Regions from separate parts of the Sus scrofa genome. Here region 1 is linked to region 2. Evidence: chromatin contacts called from public Hi-C data. All regions are on one chromosome and are shown on one strand. Each heading gives the region's core, a stretch centred on a gene start, on an enhancer-like site or on the middle of the called end of the contact. The rest is flanking DNA. Distances are from core to core; before and after follow the strand shown. Region 1 holds the start of STARD5 (stAR-related lipid transfer protein 5). Region 2 holds the start of IL16 (interleukin 16).

The links. Hi-C and Micro-C count contacts between places; a contact is called where the count stands out from the background.
Region 1: a Hi-C map of liver shows a contact between it and region 2, with 2.6 times the contacts expected there. The contact joins the promoter of STARD5 here to the promoter of IL16 in region 2. A contact is called at or near these places in 3 of 47 Hi-C or Micro-C datasets (epiblast stem cells, liver and skeletal muscle) and 1 of 2 datasets of contacts at active chromatin or transcription factors (alveolar macrophages).

Annotation. Positions count from the first base shown.
Region 1 is chr7:50,117,023-50,121,280 of Sscrofa11.1, reverse strand. STARD5 (stAR-related lipid transfer protein 5) reads left to right here and starts at 2,629. Exons shown (of 6, transcript XM_003128449.4): 1 at 2,629-2,845; 2 at 3,537-3,586; 3 at 3,942-4,074. The coding sequence starts at 2,747.
Region 2 is chr7:50,082,209-50,086,827 of Sscrofa11.1, reverse strand. It overlaps IL16 (interleukin 16), which reads right to left and starts at 1,923. Exons shown (of 7, transcript NM_213751.1): 1 at 1,873-1,923.

The DNA.
Region 1 (4,258 bases), core at 1,380-3,879, 34 kb before region 2:
GGCCTCGCTCAGTAGGTTAGGGATCCGGTGTTGCCGTGAGCTGTGGTGTAGGTCGCAGACGCAGCTCGGATCCCACGTTGCCGTGGCTCTGGCGTAGGCCGGCGGCTGCGGCTCTGATTAGAGCCCTAGCCTGGAAACCACCACATGCCACCACTACGGCCCTAGAAAAGGCAAAAAGACCAAAAAAAAAAAAAAAAAATTAATGTGCATGAGATATGATATAAATGATACTATAAGTGTGATATTACATAACAATGTTTACTGTATGTCAAGGACCATTCTCATTGCTATTCATTTATTAAATCCTTTAACACATGTGTCCACCCTATGAGTTAGTACTGCTATTTTTCTCACATTCCCGAGGAAGACACAAAGGTCTGGAATGGTCAGTTACTTACCAAGGTCACAGCTAGTGAGCAGTGATGCTGGGATTTGAACCCGGGCAATCTGACTTGGGCACTGACTCTCTTATGTGCAGTACTATTGCCATCAATTTACATGTTGAATATATATGTATGTATCATAATATATATGATATTGTTCTGTAATGTATAAAACTTTTTATTTTGTGGAGGTAAGAATTTAAATAATTTTATTTTAACAATTAAGTTTGAAACACCTTTATTTTCTTCACAGAGAGTGATATTGCTCTTGGAAAGAACAATCTGCTCACATCAACTCAGATTTCTAATCCCCTAGGCTCTGTTGAGCATTTCCTGTCTGTTCCAGCTCCACCTTTGTTCATCTGGGCCACATTATGGTAATGGCTACATAATAACCCACTGCATGGATATCCTGTAACTTTAATCTACTAGCAAATAATAGGTTGTTTCCGGTGGCCAGCACATCTTCATGCAGGAGTGGCTGGGTCAAAAACAGGTAAATTAAAATTTCCATCCATGTTATTTTGCTCCCAGAAGGTTGCAAAAATTTACATGCTCACCCAGTGTGTAAAAACAACTGTTTCTCCACTCACCAACACAGAGAATTAACAAACCTCTTCAGACTTGTCCCTCATATAGGAGTAAAATGTTTTAATTTTTTTCACTTGTAATTCTCTGACTATGAGAGAAGTTCTGCATCTTTTCATTCCTTTGTTAGTCATGTTAATTTTTTTGCAAAGTGTCTGTTCGTATCTGATGCATTCTTTTCGTCTGTTGGGCTGTTTGAAAATGCCTTAATGATTTGTAAAAGCATGTTGTACATTAAGAAAACTTACTTTTAGTTAAAATATGCTCCAGTTTCCCCCTCAAATTATGGTCAGACTTTTATTCATTTATTTATTCATTATTAGTATTTTTTTCGCTACGCCTTTGGCATGTGGAACTTCCTGGGCCAGGGACTGAACCCATGCCACAGCAGTGACCCAAGCCACTACAGTGACAACGCTGGACCCTGCACCACAAAACTCCCTGCTCTAACGTTTTGTGACATTTTGATGTATTTAATTTTTTAAACTTGGTTATTGATCTTTTTCTCTAATGTCTCCTAGGAACGTTCACACACGTTACTTCCCTTGCCCAGCACAATGGCACAGTGAGGCATTCATTATTGTTCCATTTCGCCTCCAAGCACAACAGCTAAGTGATTTGGCCAAACCACACGGAGTTGTGGGTGAAACCAGGTCTAGAACTTGGATTCTCTAATGTCCCATCCAGGCGTCTTAACACCTGTCAGCCCATCAAATCGTCCAAAAAGAGGTTTCAAGTGGTCATTTTCCTTACACTACTTTTTTTTTTCAAACCTTTAAAGGAAACAATAAACACAATACGGAAAATACAGATTTCACCGTTGACCTTTCAAATATTTAGCTGGTTATAGCGCTGAAGAGGAGGAAAGGAGGCTGGGGGATGTGACCCCCACTCACTCCCCAAGATAGAAGCCACCCAGATGCGCAGAGCTCAGCGACCTCTTATCTAAACGCCAGCGCTCTCCCAGATATTAGGGTATCTCACTGTCTCCTGGACATCACTTACAAGTCTTTCAGGCACCTGCAACTGAGTCTCCCCAGAACTAAATTCATCATGTTTCCCCTCAATCCTGTCTCTCGTCCCCATCTCAACTAACCACCGGTGGCTCAAGCCTGGAGGTGGGAGTCAGGATGCTTTCCTGCTCCCGTAGCCTCCACGGTCTAGCACGGAGATCTCTATATCCTATCTCCTAAACACACTACGAGAGGTCCTCTTCTCGCCGCGTCCACCACGCACTCCCTACAGGTCACCACGGTCTCTCCCCTTAAGGCTGATGCTGCCTAGCTGGGCTTCCGGTCTCCACAGCCGCCCTAGAAAGATACTTGTGATGCAAATCTTCCTACCGTCCCGCCAGGCAGAAAGTCTCTGCGCATTCAAGGCAAATTCCTAAAACAAGCCTATCACGTACTCGTTGATCTGGCCCGCCCACTTTGTTCTCAGCAGCCGGCCCTCTGGAGTCCCCGCTCTCCAGCGTCCCTCCCTGAGGCGGGACAGGCTGGAGGCAGACGGGGCAGGACGGTGAGGGGCGTGTCTCGGACCCACCCCGCCAGCTGTGTGTCTCTTGGTGCCCGGCCGGGCGATCTCCGGCCCTGCCAATCCCAGAGCCGGGCAGGAACCGTCACAGGGCCCGGACCAATCCTAGGTCGGGGGCGGGGTTATGGGCGGGGCTCTGGGTTCCGCCTGGGGCCCGGGTTTTCCTGGCTTCAGAGGCAGGTACCTGGCCATCCCCGCACACCCTACCCGCGATTCCGCAGCCTCGCGCAGCTCTCGTCGCAATGGACCCGGCTCTGGCCGCGCAGATAACCGAGGCGGTAGCGGAGAAGATGCTCCAGTACCGGCAAGACAAGTCAGGCTGGAAGATTTGCCGGGAAGGCGTGAGTGAGAAGCTGGGCAGGAAGGGATCCGGGCACCTCTGCTCCTTGGGGCCGGGGTTTCAGAAGCCCCCAGTCTCCTCCTCTCCCGGTAGTTTTTTGCATACAACCCCCCCTCCCCGCCCCCCTGAGCTAGATTGAGAAGGAGATTCCACTGCGGGTTGTTCCCTTAAAAAATATATCGGGCCTTTTGTGTACACAATGACGCCGGGAAGTAAGTTTCTGCCCCTCTCATTGAAAGACTTGGCCAAGGTCACCTGGCTGGTAAATGCTCGAAGTGGAACCCGAGGCACCAGGCTCCCAAGCTCTTACTCGGTTCCTCAGACCCTGCGGCCCTCTCTTGATTCCGGGAGGGTGGCGTGGGGATAGTGCTACTCACCGAATACTTAGGATTTTGAACAAGCAGACCTAAATTGCTCGAGGAAACTAGATGCTGGTGGCTTTTAAGGTGGTTTGAAACCACCCCCTCCCCAGTGCTCTTCAAGCTTTAAGACCCCCCCTTTACCCATCTCGTGCTCCTATGAGGCAGCTTTGTCCAGGACTGGTCCCCAGGGTGCCACGTATCACTTGGGTCTCCTTGGAGATTCGCATCTCCTGAGGCTCTAGACTTTGCTTCCATGAAACAGGACTGGGCCAGGTGATCTCCCAGAGCCCTTCTAGCTCTAAAATTCTGCGATTCTGTGCCTTTTGACAGAATGGAGTTTCAGTTTCCTGGAGGCCATCTGTGGAGTTTCCAGGGAACCTGTAAGTGCATGCCTTGTTCAAAGCTTGTCAGAGGTGCCACCCCTTTCCTGCAGTTTCTGTGGGTTTGTTTCCCAAGACACCCCAGTCCACCCTAGCACCTGGAATCAACTTATCGGTTATCTTCCAGAAAAGCTTCCATGTTGTACTAAATTGCTTTTCCTCAAGCTGTATTTCTTATGAAAGCTTATTGTCTGTCCTTTTCTGCAGGCCTGAGGGAGGAGGACAGGTAAACCTCAGCCCCTTCTCTTGCAAGACTGTCTAAAAAAGTGATGATGAGATGGCTTCTAGTCTTTCTGTGTTATCCCAGGATAAGTTTGACTAATGCCTTGGGGACACATTCTTCTTTGTGCTCCAGGTACCGAGGAGAAGGCATTGTGAATGGGACTCTAGAGCAGGTGTGGGACTGCATAAAGCCACTTGCTGGGACCCTACGAGATAAGTGGGATGAGAATGTGGCCGGTTTTGAAATTATCGAAAGCATCACTGATGTAAGTCTTTCCAAGCACTGTTGTTACTCCTAGTCAGTAACCTGGCTCTGTCCCTCTGGAGGGGGTGAGTGAAACCTTTAGGCAAGGGGACTATCCTGTGACCCCCCTGGTACCCAGGAAATACAAGCTTGCCACTCAAGCCCAGCCTCATCCCAGGTACAGGTAGGAAAAAGTGAGACTGAGA
Region 2 (4,619 bases), core at 674-3,173:
GCTCCACAGTCATTCCAATGCGCTCCATCAGGCAAGATCATCTGGCCAAGTTCAGCCCCTCACCATGGGGGGCGGGAGCAGGGGCGGGGCGGGGGAGGGCAGCACTTGGAGGTCTTTCTTGCAAGTGAGCATTGAACACGCCAGAACAGAGCAGCTTCTGCCTCTGCCTCTTTCCCAGGAACAGAGGGAGGCTGGTCCCCAAGCCCTGTACAGCCAAGAAGCCAAATGGAGCTATGGCTCTTCAGTCACCCCAGGTCTGCGCTCTCCCTGGTTAAGAGAAGGCTGCCCTGGTTCCACACTTTGGGGATGCTTGAACACAGAACGCAACCCAGCTTAAGGAGGGCTGAGTCCTCCTGCCTCTTGGATCAGTGCCAGGCCTCAAAAGACACAACCCATGCAGAGCATTAAGCCTTAAAGGCCCTAAAGAGGAGTTCCCGTTGTGGCACAGCGGAAACGAATCCAACTAGGAACCATGAGGTTGCAGGTTTGATCCCTGGCCTTGCTCAGTGGCTTAAGGATCCAGCGTTGCCCTGAGCTCTGGTGTAGGTCACAGATGCAGCTTAGATCTGTTGTTGCTGTGGCTGTGGTATAGGCTGGCAACCGTAGCTCCAGTTTGATCCCTTGCCTGGGAACCTCCATATGCTGCAAGTGGCCGCCCCCCCGCCCCAAAAAAAAAGACTCTAAAAAGACCTGCACAATTCCAAGTCAGGATGGTTACCACGGACTCTGAGGCTTTAGCCAGTGAGCCCAGCCGTCTCAGCCTGACTCTGTGTTTACACACTGCTCCGCTGCAGGGCCATTGTAGGACTCAGGAGTCAGATTTCTAGAGGCAAGCCCTTTGCAAATGGGTGGGGAGCTCTTGCCAGCAGAACACCAAGGCAGGCGTTCCCTGGCTAGTTCCTCAATTGGAATGACTAAGGGAAGGGAGGGGAAGGAGCCTCCAGAAGTAGGACACCTGCTCTGGGTGAACTGTGCCAGATAGTTCCACTATAATGTCCATTAACCCTCACTTTTCGTATAGTGTTTCTCAAACGGGTGGGTGTGTGGTTTGTAGCCTACGTAATTATTACTCTGCGAAGGCGGGAGCGCCTTGATGGCAGGAACTGGTCTTTCTTCTTCCTCTCATTCTCTTTCTCCTTCATTCTCATGTCCTCCCTCTCTCCCTCCTAAGATGCTAGCACAGGGCCTAACGAAGCCAGCATTCGATCCATGCTTGAGGAATCGCACTGTATGTTGGGCTTCTATCTGATTCCCCACACCTTGCTCAAGGCTCAGAAAAATAAAGAAACTTGTCCAGAATGACACGCGTGAAGGGCAGAGCCAGATTTCCTACCCTGGTCTTCCAGACCCGAAATCCAACACTCTTTCCAGCAAACCTCTACCCACTCAACTCCTGTCTCAGCATTTCCTGGGGTACCACATGGGCACACCCCTTCCATCCCCCAGAGAGGTGGTGACCCTCAGAAACATACTATTCATTCATGCCTCTCCGACCCCGCATTTCCAGGCTTGGAAATAGTGACGGCAGCCTGCTAGAACGTGGTCACCCAGAGGCAGCAACTGCCCACTAAGGATGGGTGGGCATGTCTTGGCCTTTCCCGAAGGCTCCATCCTCCAGTTAACTATCTGGATTGGCCTGCTTCTCCACACATCCCCCCACCCCAGAGCATCACCAATCCAAACAGGAGATTCCCACCCTAGCTAGCACTCCCACTGTCCTGGGGGGACTCCTGGCTGTTCAGCAGCTCATGTCCAGCTGTCTGTGCAGAACCCCCATCACCACAATGCTTTGGACAGACTCAGGTTCTTCTACGACCACCAGACCTTCATGCAGAAGGTCCTTCCCTCTGGAGGATCTCAATGAAAGCCTACCTGGGCCGGCTCCTCTCCTCCCCGGCTGGTCCTCAGCGGAGTACGGTGTCTGTGGGACTGCAGTTCCGGGGCAGCAGGCAGAGGCCTGGGGGGATCTCCCTGCTGCGTCTTCCTGCGGAGGCAGTGGTGGTGGCAGTAGTTCTCTGGCTTCCTGTGGTGTAAACAGGAAGCGAGACTGTGTCAAAACGGTAGCCTCCAGCTGTGAGAAGGCAAGGCGCTCTTTGATGGGGACTGCTGAGCCAGCGTGGGGCTGCTTTGATGAGAAGTCCAGCAGCAGCCCTGAGGGTCCTCTGTTCCACTGCGCTGCCTGCATCACGGACCCGGGGAGCCGGGGAGCTGGCCCCTCCTAGAGGCCTGGAGCATCTCTGCCTCCCAGGAGCCGGGGTCCAGAACACGGGCTCATCCTGTGCTAGGGAAAGAATCTTGGGAGTGGGGAAGGGGGCTGTCATGGCTTCACATACCCCTGCATCCTGGCGAACTACCTATTGCCAGAGGGAAGAAGACAGGGCGAAAACAAGCAGGCAAAGTACTGCCTTCTAGTCTTCATAAGTTTGGGTCCGAGCAATCAGAGGAACGTGTGTGCCTACTGCTTTCTATGTGGTCCCTCGTTATTCATTCACTTAGAACGCATGCTGCCAAGGATGAGCAACACCCTGGACTGGGGCCAGCGCTTCCCTTTGCAGCCCCTGGAGTGACATTATCGATCTAGGGCCGGATGGTTTTCCCCACGGAGCCTGGATGCAGGCTCAGGCACCTTCACAAAACAGCCTAAGGGGAAGCATCATCAGGCACCAACTTTATCACGCTTGGCTAGAATCTGGGTTTTCGTACAGCATGAAGGAGGCGCTGCCAGGGTCCAGAGGAAACAACGAGCACTGGTTCTGTCCCAGAAACGTCCAGAAGGCTCTCTGAGAGAAAGGCTTTTGATCTGGCTCTTGAGTAAAGGCTAAGAATTTTCCAGGCCAAGAAGCTGAGAAGGAGTGTTCCAGAGAGACACACATACACAGCAGAAGGAGCAAGCGTGTTATAGACAAACACAGAGAAAAGGAAAAAAAAAAAAAAAAACCAGAGAAGTCAGACGTTATCCAAATGGGGAGATCTAAATCTGTCTGCAAGGGAAGTACTTTGCTATGCTGCAGTGGGTCTAGGTTCTGCTCATTCCAGGGTCAGACAGAATGATGGGCTGGCCATTTGACGAGGTTGCAGGCTGCCTCCCAAGAGGAAGGAAGGAAGGAGAAAACAAATGCATCATTCGGGACTAAAAAAGAAGCAGCAAACATCTGGGGCCTGAGACTCCACACCTACATTGTCCGTGAACATTCTTTGGGGGAGTTCCCGTCATTGCTCAGAGGAAGCAAATCTGACTAGCATCCATGAGGATGCAGGTTCGATCCCTGGGGTGAATCCTCACTCAGTGGGTTAAAGATCCAATGTTGCCGTGAGCTATGGTGTAGGTTGCAGATGTGGCCAGGATCCTGCATTGCTGTGACTGTGTTGTAGGCTGGCAGCTGCAGCTCCGATTTGACCCCTAGCCTGGGAACCTCCATATGCCTCGAGTGAGGCCCTAAAAAGACAAAAACAAACAAACAAACAAAAAACAGTCTTTGAGGATGGAAGTTCTACAAGAGTTAGAAATGTGCTCACAAAGCGGTGCCCCAGCCCAAGGTCCCCACTGTAGAACTGAGCTTTGGGGGAGCATTTTGGAAACACTAAGAGACCAACCAACCCAAAGGGATCATTGCACTGCTTGAGCTAATCCTTTGAAAAAGCCAGGCTTGGCCATGGTGTTAGAAGCTTAAGACCTTAGCCAGATGGTACCAAGATGTTTCTCAGCAGGAAAAAAAAAAAAAAAAAAAAAAAGCACGTGGCTGACATTTAACTTCACCCAGTTGGGAGCTCTGTAAGGTGACATCTGTCTACATCCCGGAATGACTGACATTTTCATAAGCCGATGCTCCTGGTACCCACTACAGTAGCCAAAGCAACAGCACCTTCAAACAGACACAGATGTGTTTTGTCTTTTTATCGACACACCTGATGTCGCACCCTCTTCATGGAGGGTTTTTTGTTTGTTTTGTTTTTCAATTAGCTCCTGAAATAAATTGACTTTACTTGAATTTTTCTCTAAATAGCATTTCCTGTTTGGTGAATGAGGGTAAGAGAGGGGAAAGGAGGAAAGAAGTCAGAGATGTGGACTTAGGGGGAGAAAGTGATTTTTAACTAAAAATGATAGTTGGAACTAATTTTTTTTGTTGTTAGTATTGTTGTTTTCTCTTTTTTTAGGGTCGCACCCATGGCATATGGAGGTTCCCAGGCTAGAGATCGAATCAGAGCTATAGCTGCCGGCCTACACCACAGCCACAGCAACATGAGATCCAAGCCACATCGGTGACCTACACCACGGCTCACGGATCCTTAACCCACTGAGTGAGGCCAGGAATTGAACCCATGTCCTCATGGATACTTGTCAGGTTCATTTCTGCTGAGCCACCATGAGCACTCCTGGAGCTGATTTTCTAGAAGGGAGAGAATTGATCTTCTGGTGAAGAAGATGTGCTGAAGGCCATGTTGGGTTGTGGAAGTCTCCTGGAGTCACAGTAGATGGGAAAGATTTGGGGCTGGTCCTCAGAGCCTGAGAAGGGCCTTGGGACCCTGGTGAGAAAAGATGGTGAGTGGAGGTGGAGGGCAGGGAACAGAGAGAGAGAGAGACATACACACACACACGCAGAAGAAAGAAGAAGAGGAGG